Linked DNA regions of Larimichthys crocea: region 1 is linked to region 2. A link is a contact called in public Hi-C data. All regions are on one chromosome and are shown on one strand. The core of a region is the stretch at or near the end of the contact, and the rest is flanking DNA. Distances in the headings are between cores, read along the strand shown.

Region 1 (5,450 bases), core at 1,095-3,594, 350 kb before region 2:
TCTGAACTCAAAACCTGTCTCATATCATTTGTCGCTGCTGCTAGTCATTGTAAAGTAGCTGTTTTGTCAGGTTTGATGTGCATGAATTTCTGTGATGTAAATATTTGGCCAGTTATGTTCTAAGATCACTGTAGCCTAATGTGCAGAAATGCAGTAAAGCTGTTAATATTCACAATAAATCAGAAATAACTAGTTTCAGTCTGTTTTATTCGCTCATTGCCTATGCAACAGCTCAAAGACAAGTAACAAAGGTGCAGTATGTCTCGCTGTCTACCTTAGTTGTGTTTCTTTCTTCTTACCCATTTCTAACTCCTTTCCCACCTCAATCTTTCTCAGTCCTGGTCAACACATTCCCTCGTCCTCCTCCTCACCTTTATTTCATTCCCCAATCTCTCTAACCTGTTTTCTAAGTCAATGGCCAGATTGTTGTTGTTGCTTCATGTGTACCCTGTACCTGAGCCCATATCTGTGCCTGCCTGCCTGCCTGCCTGCCTGCCTGCCTGTACAGCGTATCTGTCCCATTCCTGCTCACCTGTGGATTATCAGCCACATCTGCTTTCAATAAATCACTAAACTGTTCCTGCCTGTTGGGATTGTCTGCCTTCCTACCCATTCCCTGCTGCCTCTTGTTCACCTGCCAGAGAAGGTAAAACAGATGTGACAGGCAAGGTCAAGAAAAAGCCATTTACTGTAAACCTTCCCCCAGTCTGAAGATCTCTGGACATGTAAGACATATAAAAAAAATAATAATAATAATAATAATAATAATAATAATAATAATAATAATAATCATAATAAATAATAAATGATGTCTAATAACTCTACTTGCAAATTCTTAAATGTACATCATCAAAAAATGCTGACAAAATATATCCACTGCACTGTTAACCTTAACTGAATTGTATTTTGTTATGCTTTGTGTATTTTGTGACAGCAGTTTGCAGCTTTCCGTCTCGCATCCATGACTTGCTACAAATGCCTGTTGTGAGTTGGGTAACAAACTATGTAGGAATAGTTCTTGAGATAACCTTCAAGAAGACTCACATTTCAGGGTGAAAAACAACTAAACTTTATTTTTTTGTAACCAAGTTAAAGGTTTCAGATCATGTCAGCCACAGGGCAGGGAGAATATAAATGTATGATACTTTTACTTCTCTTTGAATCACTTTGTGTGTGTGAGGATCTCTGACCTTTCGGCTGAAATACTTGTGACTTGGTTTTCTCTGAGTTGTATTCTTTGTAATGATATTCCTAAATATTGGAGTTGTATCATCATATTGTCTTCTTAACCTGATTTTATTCTTCCTCTGTTTAATGAATCAAAGACAATATTGGCGTAACTTTATGTGTTCATCTCTCACTGGAGTTTCCTCAACCCTGAACACAAGATGTCAGTGTCACTGAAATGTCCATTCTCAGTATTTCCAAAACAACATTTGTGTAAGTTGTATACTGGACCACAACTGAATGTCACAATATCATCTTTGCCCCACACAGGGACACTTTCCTTCTTCAACAGTGTGAAAACAGCCTTCTTGTGTTAAACTGTACAGAGAAGCTCAAACGTCGGATGAATAAACAATAATTACTGCACTTTAGGACTTGAAGACAAAGAAAATATTATATAAAACATCATTTAGGTCAATAAATTAAATGAAGAATGTTGCACTAGCTCAAACAGAGGAAGATGCAGTGTCACGAGTGACCACCAGATGGTACTCAATACCAACAAATGAAAAGAGCCGCTGATCTCTTTTCTCTTCTCTCTTTTGTCCAACATCTTTATTTTAAACTCCTGTTTTATCATGATTATGATCATGATTTAAAATTCATTTTATTTTTATCATAAACACCATTAATTATAGAATGTTTTTATTGAACTAAATTTTGCTCAAATCATATACTTTGACATTTAGTAGATATCTTCAAATATTAAAAAATGCTTTCAGATTTTTGTTCATGTCTCTGTGGGAAGATGTGTTTGTCCGGGAGGGGTAAAAATATGAGAGACGCTTAAATTATTGATGGATTCCTACGATGAGGAGAGGAGCTTCTTTGGGCGGAGAGGGGGTGGAGGGGATCCACTCCCTACACTGGTTTCCATAGCACCGCCCTCGGGAGACCTGCAGCTCTCATCCATGGAGTTGACTGTCCTTTCTTCATATTATTATTATTATTTAATACACGTTTACGCATAAAAACGCAAAATAAAAATATACAAATGAAGTTGCATTATATCTCACACCGTTCGTCTGCGACGTAAAGCGCCGGTCTGGACTATAAAACACCCCCCTCCACCCCTTTCACCACCACCACACCTCCCCAATGTTTTATGACATTTCCATCAGAAACACACTCATATATATATATATATGCATTAGCGCGTTATATTTTCACCGTGGCCTTCATTTACGCTCAGCAGCTGGCCAGATGTTGGACGCGAAACTGCTGTCGCTGACCTCGGTGCTGAACACGACGTCAGATGAACCTGCGCTCACCACAGGAAACACGATCCAGCCACACTCCCTCTTTGATTTATTGAAGCCACCTCAAACACCCACCTCTGCTTTCTAAACTTTGAGCGTTTTTAATTTTTCCATTCATCCTCTACCTCTCTCTCTCCATCTCTCTCTCTCTCTTCCTCTCCTCTTTTTTGTTGTTGTTGTTGCGGACACGGGTCCATCACGATCTACGACGCTGGCTATCAGTTTCACTCCTTTTTGTTTTCGTCGTGATGGCACTTGGCGCGGCTACTGTACGCCAGGCAGGAGATGAGTTGGTGGTGAATAAAGGCGCGCAGCTCGTTTGATTCCCATCTCTCTCTTTTTCTTTTTTTTTTCTTTTGGCGTTTTCGCTTCATTTCACTGTGAAAATTAGGCTCGTTCTTTTGGATCTTCGCCGACCTGGACTCACATTTATCATAACTTGATCGCGTGTTGTTGCGTGTTTTCCTTGTAGCCGCTGCGGTCGGCCATCCTGCGCCGTAACATGACGAGTAAGCAGTAAAATAATATCGAGAAATTAGGCCTACACATAGAAACTGGATATGGAGTCTGTCAAGACGAGAGCTACGGCGGGGGTGAAGGAATTTGCGGGGAAGGCCCTGGGTCATATGCACAGGTAAGGACGGGCTGTTTTTCATCGTGACTGGCGCGTGCCAATTATCCTCGTGTTTAAGTGTGAATATTGGCATTTTAAGGAGACACGCGAGTGAGGGTGGCGTGTAGGTCTGCACCACACCAAAAAAAAAAAATGTTTTTACAACTTGCAGAGATCTGTAGTCACGCCTCTATAAGTAAGAAGAAATTATGCAATCAAATGTTTGCCTGTGTGTGTGTGTGTGTGTGTGTGTGTGTGTGTGTGTGTGTGTGTGTGTGTGTGTGTGGATGGATGGATAAAAAAAAAAGCATGCGCGCACACACACACACACACACACTCGCACACTCAGTCCATCCTGATGCAGGGCCTGTACGTGAATCTCATTATCAGACAGGTTATACATGACGTATAGGCCACGCGCGAAATTTTGGGGGGATTCATTCATAATTCAAAACGCGTTTCATATTGTCTTTAAAAGCAGTGACGCACGCGTCGTGATCAACGTGCGTTTTGAAGCATTTCAGGATTCATGTTTGTAGTTTCAGCATGTGTGGTTGTAGACCCTCAGCTATGTTTGGATTGATTTCTTATGGATCCATTTTTGGTTTAAAATCTGAAGTAAATATCCATTAAAAGTGAATGCAAATGTATTGATGATGAGCTTGATGAAGTTTGGATTCAGAGGCTTCCAGAAAAAAAACGTGGTTGTTGTGTATTTTTTAAGCCTATAAATCCAGGCCTTATTGCAATTTCTATTTTATTCTAATTTATTCTGATCATAAGACATGTTGCTTTTCATTCGGTTTGCACACATGAGGATTTAAATATGCAGGATTTGCAGTGTGTGGCGAGTAAATGTGACATTCCTGTCGGGGGGGGAGGTAACAAAAAAAAAAAAAAATTGAGGAATGCCCACAGACGTGTGTGTCTGTGTGTCTGGAGGCTGGAGCTGCTGCTCGGTCCCGTGAATGCTAATGAGAAATGTGAAAGTGAGCGGGCTGCTGCAATGCGGTACACTGAGGAACATGTTCGCCTGTTTTCAGCACCACAGAAGAACTGTGTTCATTTTTTTTCTGATGTTATTTTCTTTAAAAATAAATACAGCTGAATGGATTTGATTTGAATTATCTGTTCTTGTCTGTGGAGTCATCTATCTTGAAGCTCTAAAACACAGCATGGAGGCCTCATTATTAGCCATACAGCTGGTTGATTGTGGTGAGATCTCAGATGGGCGCACAAACCTCCCCAAACACCCAAATATTCAGCCTATAATGAAATATTCAGCGAAAACAGAAATAGGCCTTCTTACGTAGAAATTTTCTATTTTAGATCTCTCTAGTTTTAATCATCATGTGATGATATTTCATGAGGGAACACTTAAGACACTGTCCCCTCACCTGGTTGTTACAGGGTGATGGAGAGGAGACAGAAAACCGGTGAGGTTATCGAGTTGACGGAGGATGGGCGGCCCCGGGAGGCCGCAGAGAAGAAACCCCCGCTGTGCGACTGCAACTGTTTCGGTCTGCCCCGTCGCTACATCATCGCCATCCTGAGCGGCCTGGGTTTCTGCATCTCCTTCGGCATCCGGTGTAACCTGGGCGTGGCCATAGTGGGCATGGTCAACAACAGCACCATCCACCAGAACGGCAAGATCATCATCAAAGAGGTGTGGCAACTGCACCCAAACCCTGCTGCTGACGTAAAAACAACGTAGGCTGAGCGTCTCAAGGTTCTTAGAAAAAGAGTGGAAGAAGGAGGACAATTAATTCCTCCACATAGAGACAGGCCTATACGTGTGAGGCCTGGCTTTCATATTAGGGCATAAAATCAATTCCTAAACACATTATTGGTTCACAATAATCATATCTGATTAGCTTCTTAACAAATATAAGTAGATACTTGTGCGTAAAAATCCTTTAATGTGTCTAAGATATTTTAAAACACGCCCAAATCGTTAATGCGGCTCAGACATTATGCTATTTTATGATGGCAGATAGCTTTCATAATAATCTGTGGATGACATGATGCTATTTAAAAAAAAAAAATGAAATGCATCTTTGTAAAGCCTGTGTGTGAATTCACACCAGCTTATATTTATTTAAGTGAAATGGATGCACGTATTTATGTTTCTGCGTTTAGATCGAATTTTAAGCAATTAATCCAACAGTCTATGCATCCATCACGCACGGTTTTCTGACACGCATCAGCCTGTCTGTAGTTTGTCTTTGACAGATGAATGATCCTGCTGATCAGATCAATGTCATCTGATCGAAATAAACCGTAGGCCTTTAATAAAACAGACCTGGCTTTGGATCAATCCACTCAGAGAATAAATGTTTTTCGTTTGTTTT
Region 2 (5,692 bases), core at 90-2,589:
CACTGACACATCTGCAATGTATTTAAGACATTCTGAGCAACACCATTCATCATGAGCTGAAGCTTCGGGCTATTTTTCTTTAAGATTAGGTAATAGGAAGTTGACATCCACTAATCAGTTATTAAAGTAGAAGGACAAAGTAACTGAAATCACGGGTGTCTTTAAACCAGGATAAAGCTCATGTTTGCAGAAAAAGTCAGCCCGTGTCATCTTTTGTGATCATAAATCATGCATGTGAATAGATCTCACAGTGAGATGTAGTATTTCTTTAAGCCAGAGATGTGGATAAAGCTTAACGACAAAAGACAAGAGGGAAAATCTGAACATTTTTCACACAATCAATGAGCCTTTTGTGTTTAACAGAAGGGCAAAAATTGCATTAAATGTGGGTGCTACATTCAAGTGTGTTGTGCTTCTGACCACCCCCACCAGCACTCATCCAGTGACGTCACAGAAGGTGTTGTTTTTTTTTCTTCTTTTTTAAAATCTGCTGTCAAAAACAGACACTTTGTATGTCATCACCAACTGGGGTGTGGTCAGAAGTGAATCATACTCGAAGGTTTCAGCTCTCACAGAGAGCAGTGCAGCAGCAGCAGCAGTGTTTCTGCAGACTCCTTGTACTAGATTGTCAAGCTGAGCTATGGCAGCCAAACAGTGGAGGGCAGCAGAGAGAGCATTCCTCCCAGGTGTCAGCAGAAAGCCAAAGAAGGTTCTGGCTGCTCCCCTGTCACCAATACACAGGGCAGAGTGTGACAGTCCCCCTGATCTGAGAGGAGACGGTGAATGATGCAGTAACCCGCAAGTGACTGAGTAAAAAAAACTTATATATATAATATATATATTAAGTATAAAAATAAGGAAAGGAAATATGTACCCAGGCACTAAACATGTAGGAAGAAGAAGAAAAGAAATAACTTCTATTGTTCACTACAATAAGATGATATTGTGATATATTGATGTATGATATCTATAAATACTATCTACAAATAGATGAGGTTTCTGTCTTATTTGATCATATATACTCATATCTAGACATTATTTTAAGATAAATCAAGTGAAACACTGACTGATTCATGATACTTGAAGATGATGCCTTCACTGTCGGCTCACGAACATCCGTCACCTCCTGAAAACAACGCGCTGAGTTTTTTAATATTATTTTATTATTCATTGAGATCAAGACCTCTTTCACAAAGGTGACCTGGTCAAGAAAGGCAGCAGCACACGTCATAGTGGTAAAAAAAACAGAGAGTAACACACAGTTATAGATAGATTACCAATTTAAAAGCAGAGGCACTTGTTCAAAAGATTTCCAAAGGCTTCTCCGCTTTACGAGGATTACGTGAACGCACCATGACACTGGCCGCTAGCCTAGCCCGGCTAACTTTGCTAATCTGATTTATCGTCTCGGTTTAGCGCACGTAACGCCAGCCCAAGATTACCACGTTTAGTTTTTTTTTTTTTTTTACTTATCCACCGTTTAACGCCAAACCTCCACCCGCTTGAAGGATGGCATCGCTCGGGGAGCCTGTGCGGCTGGAAAGAGGTGAAGTTAAAAATCGGCTAGCTTTAGCGTTAGCTCGGAAATATTTGTTGTGATTAGCAGGGAGACGTTAGCCTAGCTCCGCTAGCGTTAGCTCGTTGTTTCCGACAGCGTAGTGTCTCATTTAGCCGGTTAATGCAGCTTTAACGATGTTTTGTAAATAGTTAACGTGTGTTGCTTTTGACTGAGTGTGCACACTGTTAGCACGGAGCCAAAACTAACGAGAGTTTACAGGCTGCATTGTTTCTCCTTGCGCACCAGCTAACTGGCTAATAACAACAACAGAGCTGGTTTGTCATGTTTGGTTAAATTAAAACCTTTGTACACTTCTGTCACACCAGCCTCATCGTAGTTACCAACAAGGACGAGCAGGAGGAAATATTTACAACAACAACGTGAATAGACTTTTATTCATTCTCAGCCACAAAAGCTTCAATTAGCTCCCGCTGTGTGAAAACAATCATTTATCTAGCTTTTTAAAAAAAACAAAACACGTTTGTTATAATGGGCTTCGGAAAACACGTGAATACAGCTGTGGCTAATTATTTAATTAATAGAGGGGACAGTGGCAATTAGCATGAGCGGATTAAGACGCTGCTGACTATTGAAATATAATATCAGCTAAAATCAGGTCATAATTTACAGTCACTGCACATTTCTCCTTTCTTACTTTGCACCAAATCACCACTGCCAATTTGCTGTATATACTTTTGTACAATATATTTTATTTACTATTGCTTTTTTGATATTTTCTTATGTACAGTTTGTTCTTTATATTTTTATTCTTATGTTGTCTGTCGTCACTGTGTGTAATGCTGCTGCTGTAATTTCCCAGCTTGGGATAAATAAAATCTATCTATCTATCTATCTATCTATCTATCTATCTATCTATCTATCTATCTATCTATCTATATTTACACACAGTATAAGCAGAATATGGGGGGCAGGTGGCTTGTTGATGTCATTTCAGATGGTTGTTATATATTTTGACAGCTGCTCATGTTTGTTTGGCAATTACTTATTTGTGAAACATCAAGCTAATGATCCCCAACCTTTGACTTTATGAAGGTGTCATATATCATTTTGCACTGTGTGATCCAGTGGCAGGCGCCGTATTGATTTAGTATATAGTTTCACAGTTTCTTTATGTATGGTAAATAAATAAACAGCGCCGTAAACCACAAGCTTCCTCACAGAGACATGGTGTTAATGCTATTAATAAAAACTACATTTTAATGATTCACCATTAATCGTTGTCATTCATTAAGGGGTGACACTGAGTGTTGGTTTACAGTCAAATTCTTGATTTGTAGTGTTATTTTAGCGCTGATTAAGCATCGATTGACCGTGTGAATGTCTCCATTTGCAGATATAAATGTGGTGTGTGTGTTCTTGTTGACAGATATTAACCGTGCTGTTGAACTGCTCGATAAGCTCCAGAGGACGGGGGAGGTTCCTCCCCAGAAGCTGCAGGCGCTGCAGAGGGTCTTACAGAGTGAATTCTGTAACGCTGTCAGAGAAGTGAGACACTTTGCCTACGTTGTCCTTTTAAACGCTCACCTGTGAGGTGTCCTTATTTGACTTTTATAGTTAATCTTATGTATTACTTAATGTAACAAAACAATGTCCCTTCAGGTTTATGAACATGTGTATGAAACGGTGGACATCAACAGCAGTCCCGAGGTCAGGGCCAATGCCACAGCTAAGGTAGGCCCCTTAAACTGTGTGTTAAATGCAGTAATTACAGTGTGTTTGCAAACGTTTAACACCACTCTGTGTATTTGTAGGCCACTGTGGCAGCTTTCGCAGCGAGCGAGGGACACTCACATCCACGTGTGGTGGAGCTGCCCAAGACAGAAGAAGGCCTGGGTTTCAACATAATGGGTGGAAAGGAGCAAAACTCACCAATATACATCTCACGGATCATCCCAGCAGGCATCGCTGATCGACATGGAGGCCTGAAGAGGGGCGACCAGCTTCTCTCTGTCAATGGAGTGGTACGTTTAATTCACTCACAACAGAATCAGAATCAAATGTCAGATTTGAAGCTTTGGCATGACACACACTTAAGTCTGATGGCAGGTACACATTTAACAGACGAGTCATGCATCTCCACATACAGTAAAATACAGTGCATGAAGGCTAAGCTGGTGTTTTTGTAAACTCAGCTTCATTATCCACCAGGTGATGAAATAAACACTTCAGCACACTGAGCTAGAACAAAGCAGCAGATGTAGTTCGTCTGGTAGAACTACATCTTAAAGGTACACTGGGAGGAGTTTATGTAAAATCTATTTGTGCAATGCTTTTCACAGGCGTAAGAGAGCATTCAAACAGGAGCCGGTACTTAATTTGAGTGTGGGAAGTCTTTGGCTGCAGCGGTGCCGGTGTCTGCAAAAACACAGCGATCTGCTGCAGAGAAGTTGACCTAGGTCCAACTTTTGGAAAAAAGTAGCCCGGCGTCACGCTGGGTCCGCCGATCAGGCCGGTCAAACCTTCACAGTCAGCCTGAAATGTCTCTGAAACTGAGACCATCCAGGTGTATTCATGGACTAAACTCTGATACTCTACCATGTTGTTTTGTTTATTTCATGTACCCAGCGTCTAAATCTGAGTCTGACTCACAATTTACGCTGAAAAATAGTGACACAAAGAAGTTTAATTTGGTTTGAGAGAAATGGAGAGTGAAGCATCGATAAAGCTGCTTAAAGTTGTTTCCTAATTGTTTCATTACCGTTTCATTCAGCACAAATAGACACAAGCCCAGCAGCTCTCTAACCCTGCCGCACAACCCTGCAGGGTTGGATTCTTTACAACATACAAGAAAGAAGTGATGAATATAAAAACAGTTAATACACCTGTGCAGACCTGGTGATGTCTTTAGCTGTAAGGGTGCAGGCAGAGCTTTCCATAGTTTTGACCACCAGCAGAATGTTTTTGTCTTTGACCGGCCGTGAGGACACTCAAACCGTGCACGGAGGGAAAGCTCAGTACTGCCAATAGTTGAATTCTTTTCCAATGATCAAAAGTTGGTGGGTGCCAGCAAACAGATATGGATGTAAACAATGGAGGATTCATAGTCTTCCAGAAATTATCTCTGGAAATGTTTAATGAGGAAGGAAATGCATTCTGCACATTCCTCAAGGATACACGCAGTATGTTTTGATGAGGCACACTGAATGTGAACATATTTATTTGTTTAAAAGACAAAACTCCACAGGGTTTGTAAAGGTTCCTTCACAATACCTCCAACCTTCAGCAGTTGTGATCGCTGATTGCTGCGTTTAGGTTGCGGTTCCAGGATCAGCCAAAGACCATTATCCAATTGACTTTGTTGCACAGTTTGGCCTCATTAAAATCTCTAAATAACAGTTTTATATGGTAAGTTGAATCCTGCTGCCAAAGCTTATGTTATGTTCACTCTAATGGCTATAAAATACTGAGATCATTCCTCCTACATACCCTGTGCTTTACAACTGCCCCCATTATATTGTTGTTTTTTTTGGACTATAGACCTATAAAAATCAGAGTTTACTACTAATGCCTCTTTGTGATAAAACCTTACGATATGTTAAACAATACGTTCCTGTGTGTTTTATTTCCAGAGCGTGGAAGGTGAGCACCACGAGAAAGCCGTGGAACTCCTCAAAGCAGCTCAGGGCACAGTGAAGCTGGTAGTAAGGTACACCCCCAAAGTCCTCGAGGAAATGGAGTCACGCTTCGAGAAAATGAGGTCGGCGAAGCGCCGGCAACAGAACAACTATCCCCAGTAGGAATTTTTCTGTGTTGATGCCCAGCTCCCATGTCTCTCCTCTAGCCTTCTGGCCATTTGTTCTGGTCTCTTTCTTATCTCCCTGCCCAAAAAACAAGCGTAACAAACATACAAGTTTAGCTTTAGTTCCTTCACACACACTGTATATTGTGCTTCAACCCTTTTCTGTAGCATTTTTAATATTCGCCATTGTAACACTGGACACTACAACTCTAGACAAACACTAGAATGATCATGATTGTCGGTGTAGGTGGTCACTCACACGTGTGCATTATTTTTGGACTGACAATTTGAATGCAACTTTGAGTGCTTTTGAGACCAACTGCACGATTCCTTAGACTGGAAAGGTAGTGTTTTTAATTCTTTTATCACAGCCA

The links. A called contact is a pair of places that touch in the nucleus more often than the background predicts.
Region 1: a contact with region 2 is called in a Hi-C map of muscle, with 4 times the contacts expected there. The contact joins the promoter of slc17a6b here to the promoter of lin7c in region 2. A contact is called at or near these places in 3 of 7 Hi-C or Micro-C datasets (all in muscle).

Annotation. Positions count from the first base shown.
Region 1 is chrVIII:11,185,043-11,190,492 of L_crocea_2.0, reverse strand. It overlaps slc17a6b (solute carrier family 17 member 6b), which reads left to right and starts at 2,344. Exons shown (of 12, transcript XM_010731227.3): 1 at 2,344-3,120; 2 at 4,510-4,765. The coding sequence starts at 3,047. It overlaps ano5b (anoctamin 5b), which reads left to right. Exons shown (of 21, transcript XM_019260757.2): 21 at 1-198. It overlaps LOC113746386 (a long non-coding RNA gene), which reads right to left. Exons shown (of 3, transcript XR_003462825.1): 3 at 4,735-4,831.
Region 2 is chrVIII:10,831,581-10,837,272 of L_crocea_2.0, reverse strand. It overlaps lin7c (lin-7 homolog C (C. elegans)), which reads left to right and starts at 1,339. Exons shown (of 6, transcript XM_027281521.1): 1 at 1,339-1,546; 2 at 2,946-3,064; 3 at 3,179-3,250; 4 at 3,331-3,540; 5 at 5,149-5,312. The coding sequence starts at 1,510.